Regions from separate parts of the Canis lupus genome. Here region 1 is linked to region 2. A link is a contact called in public Hi-C data. All regions are on one chromosome and are shown on one strand. The core of a region is the stretch at or near the end of the contact, and the rest is flanking DNA. Distances in the headings are between cores, read along the strand shown. Region 1 holds the start of RAP1B (ras-related protein Rap-1b). Region 2 overlaps LOC102152432 (a long non-coding RNA gene).

What was found. A called contact is a pair of places that touch in the nucleus more often than the background predicts.
Region 1: a contact with region 2 is called in a Hi-C map of blood, with 4 times the contacts expected there. The contact joins the promoter of RAP1B here to the enhancer-like site in region 2. A contact is called at or near these places in 3 of 9 Hi-C or Micro-C datasets (amygdala and blood).

What each region holds. Positions count from the first base shown.
Region 1 is chr10:11,123,072-11,130,516 of UU_Cfam_GSD_1.0, reverse strand. RAP1B (ras-related protein Rap-1b) reads right to left here and starts at 2,033. Exons shown (of 8, transcript XM_038549965.1): 1 at 1,884-2,033.
Region 2 is chr10:10,940,640-10,948,141 of UU_Cfam_GSD_1.0, reverse strand. The region is part of intron 3 of LOC102152432 (a long non-coding RNA gene); the gene reads right to left. The region is part of intron 1 of LOC111097592 (a long non-coding RNA gene); the gene reads left to right. Among named protein-coding and RNA genes, the nearest start is that of MDM1, 30 kb to the right of the region's middle. Within about 2 kb of position 3,406, at least 6 of the 20 cell types and tissues checked have an H3K27ac peak or open chromatin away from gene starts, as enhancers often do. A contact at or near this core is called in blood, where this site is marked.

The DNA of each region.
Region 1 (7,445 bases), core at 784-3,283, 180 kb before region 2:
ACCATCACTCAGGGCTCTGTGTCCTTAAAGTTATTTAAGCTCCTTGAGTATCAACTTCCTCTCCTAAAACCTGGCAATGAAGTGACCTAAGTGGTTCTTCCACACTATTTGACTAAGGTACTAACATTTTCTGTTCGATCATCCCGTAAAAATGCAATTCACTGTAAAAACACTGTATATTTCTTCCTCCTACTTCTCTATTGCACAGGGTCCTAAAAGTCAGTAAGGCCACTAACTTATCTTATCTTTTCTAGGCCTCAGTTTCCTCCTCCATAAAGTGAGGGTGGGGACTGGATGACCTAAATCGTCCCTTCCGGCCCTTAAAAAGTCCCATGACTCCATCATGACTCAAATACGATTCCAGAGTCAGCTTTTAGAAGTGATAGGGCTTTGAAGTTAAATGAACGTCTCCCCCCACTTTTTTTTTAAAGAGTCACTTCTTGCTAAGATGGGGTTCCGTTGAGCAAGCCTAAACAGTATTCGAATTACGAAAAAAGGAAGAGTCAAAAAATACACTTGCGAGTTAGCAGCTTTAAGTTGTGAGCGAGCCCTCGATAACAGGTTAGGGGCCACAAGCCAAACAAAAATCCAAGTAGACTGAATTAATCTTAAAAACATTAAAATAAAAACAAAACATTAAAATCAGGGGATCCCTGAGTGGCTCAGCGGTTGAGCGCCTGCCTTCAGCCCAGGTCGTGACCCCAGGTCCTGGGATCGAGTCCCACACCGGGCTCCATGCATGGAGCCCTCTCTCTCTCTGTCTCTGATAATTAAATAAATAAAACCTTAAAAAAAAAATTAAAATCACGATGTTCATTTAGTGTCAACTTTCCGCTCCTTTAAAATGTCATTTCCCGTTACTGTAATACAGGACTGCCTCTGTTCCTTCCAAACAAGAGCTCCAGGGCAAAAAAAAAAAAAAAAAAATGTTTTGCTAAACTAAAAAAAGGAGGGGGGGGGCGGAGGATGGACCGGAGGTTGGAGGGGGGGGAGGAGGCGAGGACGAAGCATATCTCGTGCTTCAACTTGCAAGAGTGAGCTTTCCTCCAAAAAGCCGTCAGTTGTTTTCAGAAGAAGAAAAAAGAAAAAAACTAAAAAAAAATCCCAAAGGCGCGGCTGCCTGGTGCTGGCGGTGCTCGTGCTGGTGCTGGTGCTGGGGGGTAGCTGTGAACACGAGTCCCGGTGCTGACAGCGCTGCGATGGCGACACGGAGACGACGGCGGGCAAGTCCCCGGGCTGCGCGCCGGGCCGTCGGGGCGGAGAGGGGCGCCCCCGCGGGCCCCGGAGCGGCCCCTTTAACAGCCCGCGGCGCGCCCGCGAAGCCGGACTAGGTGGGGCTCCCCGCGCTGCCGGCTGCGGCCACTTCCCGCGGCGGAGGGGGCGCCCCGGCCCCGGCTCGGGCAAACTTTCCCGCGGCCCGGCTGGAGCCCCCGCAGGCGCCCCGCGTCCGGGCTCGGGGCTGCGCGACGCGGGGGCTCCCCTGCCCACAACTTCGGGGCTTCCGCTGTAACTTCCAGCCGCTCCCCGGGGCCCGCGCGGGGGCCGGGGCGGCGGCGGCGGCGGCGGCGGCGGCGGCGGGCAGGAGGGCGCGAGCGGGCGGGGGGGTCCTGGGCTCTCACTTCCTCCGCCATATTTCAGACATTTGACCCCTTCCGCAAAGCGCGCTGCTCCCCCGCGGCGGCGGCGACGGCGGCGGCGGCGGCTCGTCCCCGCAGGGCCCGGGCCCTCGCAGCACCTGCCGCCGCCCCGCCGCCGCCCCCCGGGGTCCCCGCGCGGGGTCCCCGCCCGGCCCGCGCCGCCCCCCGCCCGCGCCCTCCGCCGCCCGGCCCCCGCCCCGCGGCCGCCGCCGCTCCCCTCCGCGGCCACGCACGCGCTCCACCCACCTCTCGCGCTGTCACCGGCTCCCCGCGCCTCGCGCTCCCTCCGGGTCGCTGCTCCCGGCGCCGCGGCGCTCCTGCCGCTGCCGCCGCCGCCGCCGCTCCGGCTGCTTTACACGCCTGACTCGGGGCGAGGTTTGGCGGTGTCGCCGTGACGTCAGGCGTTCGGCCGCGCTCTCGCTTCCGTCCGCGGGCGGGGAAGGGGCGGGGCCGGGGGGCGGGGCCTGGCGCCGGGGGCGGGGCTTCGCGCGCCGGCCGGACACACGCGGCGCCCCGGCGGAGCCCCGGCCGAGCCCCGGGCGGGGTTCCTCCCCTGCCCTCGGCCGGGCCCCCGGCTCCGCGCAGGTGCGCGCGCCGCCCGCCCCGAGCTCCGCGGCTTGCAGGAGCGCGGAGCCCTCCGAAACTTAAAAGGTGTCTTTAATGCAAACGAGCTCAGTCACCAAGGCCACCCGACAGTGGGTGCTCGCGGGTTCCTTTGTGCGGGGAAGGGGCCGCGGAGGCGCTGAGCGCGTGCAGTTCCCGCACCTGGACCGCGCTCGGAGGCCCGCAGGCCGGGGCACGGCGGATTTCCCTCTTGCAAGGGGTTTCTCCTACACTGGTGTCTTAACCCGGGGTGAACCCTTTGCAAAGTCAGCCACCGAACCCATGACCCCAAACAACTTGGCACTCTGTACCTAAATCAACCATTTATTATGCAGTTGCTCTGTACCTAAATCACCCATTATGCAGTTGCTCTGTACCTAAATCAGCTATTTATTATGCAGTTGCATAAAATAAATTGCGTATTTAAAGGCCCGACGCAGGCACTTTAGTTACTCCTAGGTGGCCTTAGGGTGAGACTATTGGGCAAGAGAAAGCACTTTCTGTTCCAAAAATGCCTTGTTCCAAAAAGGGCGGGAACTTCACGAGGGAGCTAATATTATTAAAGACTAAAATACGACTACTCTTCGTACAAAAAACATCATCAGCTCTTTTATGCAACGAAGTTTCGATGAGAAAAAGAGATCCAGCGAGAGCGGAACGCAGAGAAAAGTGGGGGCTGGGAAGTACTTGAAAACTAACTTTGGTTTACTTCCGCTTAACTTCGCTCTAGAAATAAATTTTGATGAACTTGGAAGATTAATTAAAAAGTGTGATGAATTTTACTCCCTTAAAGAATACCAGTGAATGAAAACTAAACACGTTATAAAGAGTAGAGGAGAATGAATTAGGATTATCCTCGGTTTTCTCTAGGTATCTCACAATTTAGGACAATTGAATGTTACATATTCCTGCAATTTCTGTTTGCTTAGAAAACCCTTTTTTTAAGGGAAATTTCAAAGGCAAATTTCAGAGCAAACTGTAGGGATTTTTTTTTAAATTGTATTTGAGAGAGACAGTGTGCCCACGCAAGCTGGGCGCAAGCTGAGCGACGGGAGGCACAGAGGGAGACTCCCTGCTGAGCAGGGAAGCCCCTGTGGGGCTTGATCCAAAAATCCTGGGATCGTGACCAGAGCTGAAGGCAGATGCTTAACCCACTGAGCCACCCAGGCAGCCCAGTCTGTAGGGATTATTATCAATTCCAAAAGAATGAATTTTAAATAAATTAGACTTTACTGATCTTTCAGTTATGGCATGGAACCCGGGGTGACCAAGTCTGAAAGCCTGAAACTCTGGAGTTCATGGAAGCAGATGTTACTTGGGTACACCTGTGGTTTTTCTTCTTTGTTTCAGCTCACTTTGACCTTTGGGCAATTGAGTTTTTTTTTTTTTCGAAGTCAGTTTTAGAAGATTGGAGCTAAGATTATTTAGAGTTTGAGGGAAGACTCTATTTGAATTAAGAATACTTAGGTTTTTCTTCTAAAAAAGTAGAAATCGGACAGCCCGAGGGGTTCAGCGATTTAGTGCCTGCCTTCGGCCCAGGGTGTGATCCTGGGGTTCCAGGATGGAGTCCTGCATCAGGCTCCCTGCAGGGAGCCTGCTTCTCCCTCTGCCTGGGTCTCTGCCTCTCTCTCTCTCTCTCTCTCTGTGTCTCTCATGAATAAATAAATAAATAAAATCTTCAAAAAAAAAAAAGTAGAAATCATTACACTTGCATTAAAGTATTATCTCTATGAAGAGAATACCAGAATCTGCCTGTTTTAACACCAGACTCAGTTTGGGGTTTGGAACCCAGGTTCCTGGCTTCTCAAAATTTTCACCAGGATATTCCACTGGCAACTTCAACTGGTCATGTATGCAGACTGAACTTTTGGCACCAAACTAATTTCTTCTTTTCATTTAATTGTATTACCATCTTTTAAATTAGCCAGTCTGCAAGCCTGACACTCCAGCTCGGCCTTTTTTCAAACCATCGGTCAATTCGGCGCATCTGTGATACAGTAATTCATGTCCACTAAGGCCACACTTGTTCGGGTTGGTGCTGCCTCTCAGCTCCTGGACTTGAGCCACGCCTCCCTACCTTGCCTTGAGGCCTCCGGTCTGGTCCTGCTGTGATCTATTCTGCACCGTGGTGTCAGATGATTTACGGTAAAGTATCCTGAGCAAGTCCCTCTGTCTTCTTCAAAGTTACTCCGTGGCCCTACTGAAATAAGGTTTAAATCCTTGGAGAGTATCTTACTCTTCCTTCTCATTTAAAACTGCCTTCCAGGCAGAGTGGACTTTTCATCCTGCCCAGATACAGTGCTTTCCCACGGCTCTGGTGTGAATAGGTGATTTCCTCTGCCTGGAGTTTCCTTCCCTCTCCTGCCCACTAATAAGGTCCATTTACTTTCTCCCAGAAAGACCATCTTTCCAATCTAATGTGGTCTCTCTTTTGCATTTGCATAAACACTCTATTGCTCTTTTCTTTTGTCACTTGTATTCTCTTTTTCTGTAAAGAGCCAATTGGTAAATATTTAAGGCTTTGTGGGTCATATGATCTGTGCTGCAGCAACTCAACTCTACTTTTGTTGTGCAAAACCAGCCAAGGGATGCTTAATGAATGAGTGGCTTTATTCGAATAAAGCTTTATTAATAGACACTAAATTTTTAATTTCGTATAATTTTCACATGTCACAAATCTCCTCCTCTCCTTCTTCCTTCCCTTCTTTCTCCTTCTCCTTCTTCTTCTCTTCTTCCTCCTCCTTCTTTTTCCTCTTCTTCCTCTTCCTTTTCTTCTTCCATTTAAAAAATGTGAAAACCATTCTCAGCTCATGGCTGTACAAGAACAGGCATTGGACTGGATTTAGCCATGTTTGCCCTGCTGTGCTCAGGTCCAGCTTCATGGGCATGTGACAGGGCTCTGTGATTAAAGGCTCAATGATCAGTTTAAGGCTCTAATGTCACCATCTTGAAATTTTTAATAGTTTTTTTTTGTAACAAAATGCTTGCATTTTTTAAAAAAGATTTTATTTATTCATGGGAGACACAGAAAGAGAGAGAGGCAGAGACACAGGCAGAGGGAGAAGCAGGCTCCACGCAGGGAGCCCGACGTGGGACGTGATCCCAGGTCTCCAGGATCACACCCTGGGTCAAAGGTGCAGGCGTTCAACCGCTGAGCGACCCGGGGATCCCCAGGCTTGCATTTTCATTTTGTGCTGGGTTCCTCCAATTCTGTAGCTGGTCCTGCGTGTACCAGAAGAGAAAAATCCGTAAGATGTATATTTCTCATGTTTGGTGAGGTGGTTTACACATAACAGGTATTCAAAATGTATTTGTTGAGAGGTTCCTCGGGGCTGTATCTGTATTGAGCAATATTGAAGGATGAGATAACACCTACCCAAAGTGCAAAATTGCTTCTGCTCGCTATAAAAGCAGTACAGCTCCGAAGCTTAGGGTTCTCCTCCTGTATCACAACCCTCTGCAAGTATAGGCATCCAGGTTAAGTCTACTTTCATTGCCTCCAGGGCACGTAGGGGATATACAAAGCTGCTGCAAGCACGATACTACTCCTTTTGTTGTGAGTAATAAAGTCCTTTGTCTCTCAAAGCAAAATGGATTTGTTGAATTTTCTATTCCTAAGGCACTGTGGAATAGTGGAGAACATGAGAGAGTTCAGCTTCACCACTTATTAGCGGCATGGTGTTGGGCAAATTCTTGAACCATATTGAACCTTGGTTCTCTTATCTATAACATGGGGATAACAATCTCTGCCTTATACGACTGTTGTAAGAGAAAACATAGAAAATAGCCATGTCTTAGACCCTGGGAGTAGATGAAGCCCAAAATTACTTCTTTCCCTTATGGGGGAAGTATATTAATAGGGTACTTACCTATAACTCTTGCCTATTTAACTGTATTTAGCTATATAATGCTGTATTGATCAGTATTTCTGATTTTTTGTGTTATTTGCTTCCTTAAAAGTTGTACTTCAGATAGTATCTATACCTCATTAGTTTCATTTTAAAAGTCCACATAAGGGGCACTTGGGTGGCTCACTTGGTTAAGTGTCCAACTCTTGATTTCAGCTCAGGTCATGGTCTCTGGGTAGTGGGATCAAGCCCCCGTGTGGGGCTCCATGCTCAGGGTGGAGTCTGCTTGAGATGCTGTCTTTCCTTCTCCCTCTGCCCTTCCCCCTGTGTGAGTTCTCTCTAAATAAATAAAAAAATAAGTAAATAAAATCTTTTAAAAAAAGTCTACATAAGTAAAGGTCTTATTGCAAATCCAAAATTGGATTTCAAAAATCCTCATATTTACAATTTTCCTAATTAATAGTTAATGATTATTAACATTAACAAGAGTCATTCTGTTTAACTTCCAATTAAGTATGGTATCAAGAGCACTGAAAATCATTAATCTTAAATATTATTATATTATCTCATTCACAAAGGAACAGTATTGAGATTTGATCCTTTCAAGGGACTTTCTTACTGTTTTTGCCCTCTTTTGTGTGTATTCATGTATGTGTGAGTGTGTGTATATGTATACATATATAAATTATGTATGTGTATGGTGTATATGCAACATGTACATATATGTATAATATACACACACCACTATATATGTGTTTAGTATATAAATATAGTTCTATTCTTTTGCAATATCCTGCATAGCTGGGGTTGGGGGTTGAGAAGGTTAAGGAGGCTGCTTTTTGATGTGAAAGAGGAAAAAACATGGCTTACCTCCCCAGTTAGGTTCATTCTGTTTTCTTGGTCAAAGATTGTGTTCCAAACTCAATGCAGTTATGTTTGTAAATACTGCTCTTTATCACACGAGAGACCAGGTAAGAGCATTTTAGACCATTGCTGTAATAGGAAGACAACTCAGAATTCATACTCTCTTAGGGTAGTTTGTGTGCCTCTTAGATTTCTGTTTTGGGGAAACCAAGTATTCATATATAAGGAAAAATGAGGCAGCTTGGCCTGCTTTCCATTCTGTGTAATAACTGCTTATTAGTCTCAAAATAAATTTCAAATTCTGTCTGTATTCTATTTTAGCAGTTGGAGGCTTGACCACCAAACCTGGCTATGCCACATTAAATAAATCTAACAGTTCTATAATTTTGTCATTGCTAATGTCTATGATGTAAGGAACAGATTGTACTTAAAATTTCCCGCTTTCTTAAGCTGTGGCTGAGGAAAACCATACAAAAAAATAAAAAATAAAAAA
Region 2 (7,502 bases), core at 2,157-4,656:
ATTGCTCAGATATGCAGCAGTTCATTTTAAAACTAAAGAGGCATAAAGGTGCGTAAAGAATAGAGAGGGTCTAGCCTCTGGGTACCTGATTGTGGGGAATTGGGGAGAATGCTGAAGGAGGGTGGGGAGAGGTGGAGCAGTTAATGGGAGATATGTGTGGGAGAAGGGAGCGGAAGGGGAGATTGAAGAGAAGATGAATCCCATTTGCCAATGATACCACTGGCAGGACCATGTTACAAAAGATTAATCTTCTCGCTGGTCTTTTCTATTTTAGAGTGCCATGCCTATTCCTTTGGGAATAGGAGTTTTCTCCACTTATTTCCTACCATGGAACTTCCATTAATTGGCTTGCCAAGGGCAGGGGTCACACTACCTCTGATGGCAATCAGAAGTGCTTAGTGGCTGATGGAGTAAGCTGCTTACTTCAGACAGATGGAACAGCAGTGGGAATGTGTACTCTATTTCATGGCAGTCATGTGAATGCTTTATTTTTCTTGGTCACTGAACTCGCGTATGACTGTAGAGAAGGTGACAAGAAAGTGTGAAAAGATGCTAAAGCCATTTGAGTAATCTGTTCTTTGCAGGCTTTGGAGCCCTGAATAAAAAGCTACTTCAGAATAGGTCAAATGGAAGACTGGCCAGTCACGGTTGCTATGGTAACCAATAAACATGTTTGTCTTTCAGAGGCCCTGCCCCTGAAGAGGATGATGGCTATTGTTATGAAATTTGTGAACTTCATCTGTTTCACCACTATTTATTTTCAAAGTTGCTAATAGTAATGAATTACTCATTACCTACAAACAGGCCATCTTTGCTCAGGTTTGGTGCTAACCCTAGCCCCTATGTTCCTTTCTCCTGTGGTCAGGGTCTGGTATGCAGTTCTGACCTCTCTCATAGCCTGCAGAGGCTCATGGGAACCATGGAAAAGCACACAGGAGTGTGGCAACGACGTGACCAGAGCCTGCGGTGTGACTCTCGCTACTGTGACTCTCATTTCCATTAAAAGGGGGATAAAAATATCTTCCCCTGGGATCCCTGGGTGGCGCAGCAGTTTAGCGCCTGCCTTTGGCCCAGGGCACGATCCTGGAGACCCAGGATCGAATCCCACGTCGAGCTTCCTGCATGGAGCCTGCTTCTCCCTCTGCCTATGTCTCTGCCCCTCTCTCTCTCTCTCTGTGACTATCATGAATAAATAAATAAAATCTTTAAAAAAAAAAAAAAATCTTCCCTACCCACCAAATGGGGTTTTGCAAAGTTATATGACACTTTAGAAATAAAACTGATTTGAAAATGTTTAGTGCATTATACTCACTTAAGAAAGAGTAGAATTAAAAAAAAAAAGAGTAGAATTTAACTTCTCAATCTCCAGATAGGATGCTTATTACAGATGACTAATATGTTTCCCCTTAAGTATCAATCCTAAGTGAGTGATAGTCGCTGCCTCTGTGTTGAGAAGGATTCTGAGGTTATATCTAAACTCAGCTGGCAATGATAGCAATCATTTAGTGATGTCTGCCACACATTGGGGCAGGAGGAGAAGTGGCTTCACAAGTGCTGTGTATGTGCCACCTTAGTTCAGGATGTTCCTCCATTGCTCCTAGAGTTGCATTTGGAGGTGGAGTATTCACTACTGCTCTGTAGCTTGTTTGGTCCTGGTCTGCTAGAACTGATTCATGGGAGATGAATTCCTAACATTTCAGGCTGAAACCTATAATGATTTTTGTTTTTTCAAAAAAAAATTTGATTTCTTGCTAGGAAAGTGAAACATGTTTGTTGTTGGAAGTTTGACAAATAACAGAGAAACAGACAAAAAATAAGAACAGCTCATAATCTCATCATTCCTGGATAACTTTAACATTTTGGAATGGATTTCTTGCCTTTTGATTTGATTTACTTATTTTTAAAAAATGATCACTGACTGCTGTGTGGAGAATGGATTATAGGCACATAATATGAGTGCAGAGAGACCCATTGAAAGGCTGTTACAGAAGTCTAGGGAAAAGATGTTGGTGTCCTGGGCTGAGGGGTAAGTGGCGGAGATGGTGAAAGGTTGTTAGATTTGGCATATATTTTGAACATAGAAACAATGGGACTTGCTGATGGGTTGGATGTAAGGAAGGCAGGCATGAAAAGGATGCTGTCCAATCTCATTTCCAGTGAAATGATGATCCATTTACAGGGGTGGAAAATAACAAGGGAGAAGCAGATGTGTGTGTGTATGTAGGGGAAATGCAGTGGTGGAAATCAAGAGTTTAGTTTTGGATATGAGAAGTTTGAGTGAAAATTTTATATCCTAGTGAAGATTTCGATATCCAGTTGGGCCCAGGCAGTTGGATATATGGTGGGAGCCCTGGGGAGAGGATGGGACTAGGGATTCTAATCTGAGGATCATCTGATTGAGAGGATGGAAAAGAGACCTGTCTAGGAAGTTAAATAAGATGGACAGGAAATCTGAGACTGAGACCTGAGGCCCTCCAATATGTGTCCATTGGAAAGAGGAGGAGGAGGAGGAGGACACATGTAAGAAACTGAAGGAGTGGCAAGTGACTAGGAAGAAAATTAGAAGAGAGTACAGTGCTCAGTAGCCAAGGGCAGAGGGTAGCTCAAGAGAAAGGAGTGCTCCCTCTCTCATGCATATTTTTACATGGAATATGTACATTTTTACATAGAATATGTACATTTTAACATAAATATAGTGGCTTTTTCATTTATCATGAACACTTCCTCATGCCCTTAAAAAAAAACCTTCTACCTTCTAAAATATTAAAAGTACCTTCTACCTTCTAAAATATTAAAGTAGTACATGCCTATGGATGTAACCTGCCAAAGAACATTCTTGTACGTACATCTTGTGTTTCCTTAGATTACATTTCTGAAATGGAATTACTGGTAGATATGTACATTTTTAAGGCTTTTGGTACATGTTGTCAAATTACCTTTTGGAAAGGTTGTATCAAAGCTGTGCACTCTAGCAGCAGTCAAATGAAACCAAGTATTTGGCAACCACTGCTACCATGAAAAAATCTCTTGCTCTCTCTCCCTCAGCTCCCCCGACCCCACATATATATAAAATACTATCTTGGCTCCCCCGCCCCCCCCCATTTGCATGACTTGATTAATGGAGGTCAAGTATGTTTCAGCATCAGGCTTTTTGAGTGCAATCTGAGTGGTAACAGTGTTGATCCCTGTACCCAAACCTCCATAGTGTGAAACTATGAGTATAAATATCACCCAAGTCAGCCATTCAGGGCAAGAGGGCTGGGGGATGGGGGAGAGGAACAAAGCTGGTTCTGAGCCAGGTGGAGTAGATCTTGTCAGGAGGAGTGTGGAGTTCCTGTGGTTCCCACAACTTGCAACGCCTCCTCCCCTCCTGGCCTGACTTCCGCTGGGCCCAGCCTGGGAAAGGGCGTGGCCACTGAGGGGCAGAAGTAACTCTCCTAAGAGCAGCCTTGAAAAGCCAGATGGGAGAGGTTGTGGAAATCTCTGTTGCCAGTGAACAGCCCCAGTTGCTCAACTCAACAACAAGCGTGAGCCAGAGGGACACAGGCAAACTGCTGCACGGACGACGTCCTTTGCCGACTGTGTGGAGCCGAACACTGCAGTTGTGACAGGCCTTGGTCTCTGTGTGGAGACCTTAAGAATCCTCTGCCGAGCCTTTCTGGGCATCACTCCAGCTAAGGCGGGAAGACCCTGTGTGTTGTGAAACTGCGGCGGGGCCTGGCATCTTTCTGTTGGTCTGCAGCATTGCAAAGGACTGTTGCACCACGCTGTTATACTACAGATGTGGAAATGGTAGATACCGAGCTGATAGAAATCTCAAGAACATGTGGGACAAAAAGATAGGCAGAAAATGTGGATTGCAGCATTCTTGTATGTAATATTTCTCATTTCATAACAATGCCAATTAGAACAAGATATCTTAAAACAAAATGCAACTCAAAGGGGAAGAAAAGGCATCATCCTCATCCTTTGCTTTCTGGATGGCACCAAAACTTGTAGTATTTTCTATGGCAGTCAAGAAAGAATTTCTGGGAGAATTACAATCATGTAAATTACCACAGGCCCCAAATCCAAAGTAAATCGATGAAAATGGGAAATTTTCAACAGACATAAGACTGATATCCAGTCTTTTCAGATATTTTTCTTTTTAAATTATAAAATAATACATTTTTGTTATGAATCACTTGAATAATGGAGAAAAGTATAAAATAAAGCTAGTCTTCTCTTGCTCCCTCAAACCTTGTACTCATTCTCCAATGGTTTGGTATGTATTTCTCCAGAGCTTTGTTCATGCAATTACAAACATTTGCATAAGAGCATATAACGTGGCCTATGGATAGTATGTTTATCAAACTGCTAGCATATAGTCAGTACCGACTAGTACTGAAAAATATGTACCCAAACGTATCATTTCAACAACAAAAGAGTATACTATACAAATTCTACAACTGGTTTTAAATTTTATTTAAATGCAGTTTCTCTTTGCCTTTTGGCAGGTAGTTTAGTTTGATCCGTGCTTTATTAAGAAAATTTTTTGAGCAAAAGACTACCAAATTCATCCAACTATTATTTGTTGCCTACCAACTAAGTATCAGGCACTATTCAAGGTGCTGGGAGTAAATGAAATGATAAAAATCCTTGCCCTTGTGGAACGGACATCTTAGTGGAGGGTGGTAGACAATGAACAGGTATAAGACGTGGTATCAAAAAAAAAAAAAAAAAAAAAAAAGACATGGTATCCCAGATGTTGCTAGCAGGGAAGTAAGAGCTTTGCAAAAATAGGAAAACCCTCAATGAAAAAGTGACATTTGCATGGAGAGCTGGAGGGGGATGGGAGACTACCATGTGGATGTCTCAGGGAAGGGTATCCCAGGGAGAAGGAAGAGAAAGTACAAGAGCCCTGAGGAAGAAGATGCTTGGCTCGCTCAGAAACAGAACAAGTGTGGCTGGTGAGTGGTGAGAGGAGGGAAAAGAGAGAAAGTAGCTGGAAAGGACTGCGTGGGTCTTGAAGGACATGCGGAGGCCTTAGGCTTTGACTCTGAGGGGGGATGGGATGTCACTGGGGATTTTGAGCCAGAGGGCTTTCATGATGTGATGTAGTCTATAATATGATCCCTCCAGATGGTGTTGAGCGTAGAATCTGGGGGTGAGGGCCAAAATAGGGAGCCAGCTAGGAGGCTATTGTGACAATGCAGGACAGTGAGGATGAGCTTTGGGCCAGGGTGTTGGCAGTAGAGGTGGTGACACTGTGGACCCTAGATACATCTGTAACATAGAACAGGATTTGCTGATGGATCAGACGTGGGGTTAAGATAAACAGCGAAGTCAAGGATGACTTTATTAGGACAAAGCAATGCACAGAATGTACTAATGGGTCATTTTCTAATCATTTAGTACAAGAAATAAAAACAACATGAGAGTATAGATGACAAGGGAGACTGGAACATGGAGACTTGGAGTAGCATATGGACTTCCTTTCCTTTCCTTTTGTGCTATGCCCTATGTTTGTCTTATCCACACTAGCACTTTTTAATGTCTATGCTGAGAAATCCCCAATGGCAGAGAATAGTAAACTATTACGACCAGCTGTCTGGGCCAGCGCCCAAAGCTCATGGTGTCTCCCACTACAAGCTAGGCATTGCATTAATGTCTTGTATTAAAAAAAATAATTGGGATCCCTGGGTGGCTCAGCGGTTTGGCGCCTGCCTTTGGCCCAGGGCGCGATCCTGGAGTCCCGGGATCGAGTCCCATGTCGGGCTCCCAGCATGGAGCCTGCTTCTCCCTCCTCCTGTGTCTCTGCCTCTCTCTCAATCTCTGTGTCTATCATGAATAAATAAATAAATCTTTAAAAAAAATAAAAAAAAATTATGTCAACATTGGAATCTACTCCAAAATATCTGTATGTTTGTTTTAATATAGTCATTATTTATAACAAAGTAAAATTGCTGGTCTTGTATGGTCCATCTCCCTGACATACACCAAGAATCTCTAAGAAAACACACAAGGTTGTTTTTTTAAAAATATTTATTTAATTAATTAATTAATTTATTTATTTATTCATTCATTCATTCATGATAGATATAGAGAGAGAGAGAGAGAGAGGGGGGCAGAGACACAGGCAGAGGGAGAAGCAGGCTCCATGCCGGGAGCCCGACATGGGACTCGATCCCTGGACTCCAGGATTGCGCCCTGGGCCAAAGGCAGGCGCTAAACCGCTGAGCCACCCAGGGATCCCCCCCCCCTTTTTAAAGAGATTTATTTGTTTTAGAGAGAGAGCAGGAGCAGGAGGGGCAAAGAGAAAGAGAGAAAGAATCCCAAACAGACACTGTGCTGAGTGCAGAGCCCAATGCAGGGCTTGATCTCATGATCCTGAGATTATGACCTGAGCCGAAACCAAGAGTCGGTTGCTTAACCTACTGCATCACCCAGGTACCCCAACATATAAGGTTTTAAGACACTCCAGGCCCATGCCACTCCCAGTGTATTCCCAGGGCTTTAGCCTCCCAAGAAGAGCCCACTTATTTATAAACTGGCTGATTCCTGAAGCAGCTACATGCTCTCACAACCATGCTGTTTACCTGTGTTGAAGAGCAGGTGACAGGGTTGGGCTCTTAATGCTCTTCTCACCAGCTTGGGCTTTCCATCTCTACCCCACAGTACAGGCCTTTCTTACAAAATGGAAATACCCTTCCTTCCTCTTGCCTTACGACATTCTACCTATCTTTGGCTTTTTAACCCATTGAAAACTTTCCTCAGATTTCAACCCCTATTCATGGTATCTAATGTTATCACTTCAAGTGATAGGTCATTCCAATTAATTCCTGGGGCATTTATATCCTATGGGGAAGTATAGTATACGTGGGGAAGAACAAAGCTTTAGAGTCAGCACAGCAGAGCCTTAGAATCAAATTTACTGAAGTTTTAATGCAAGTGCTGCCACTTCTTATCTGTGTGATGTTAGGCAACTTTCTTCATCTCTAGGTCTATAAAATGGAGTTAAAAGCAGGGCTGGCAGGATGATTAAGTAAAAAGCATATATGAAGCACCTAGCACAGTATATAGACATTTGATAAATGTTAGTTCTCTTTCCTCCTCTTCACCTCTTGATTTGTCACTTTTAATATTCTATCCTTTATGATTCTACTTTTGGAATTGTTAGATAGTCTATCTCTTGAACTAGACAAGAAAATCTTATAGGTTAGAAACCACATTTTGTATTTCTTGACATGCCCCAAAGCATCTATCATGGTGCCTGGAACATAGGAGATGATTAATAAATGTTTGTGGATAGACTGATTGATGGATTTCTTGACAAGGTTAAAGCTGAAGGACATACTGCTCTCTGGAATCAAGCACAGAGCAATGAGCTTCCAAAAGGAAAATGAGCCTCAGCATTAATGGAGGAAGGTCATTGCTCAGTGCCTGTGGGAGACATGCTGCTGATGGATGAGGAGGATGCTGGGCCACTCCGCTATGTGGGTTGCAGACCCTGCTGGCCAGCT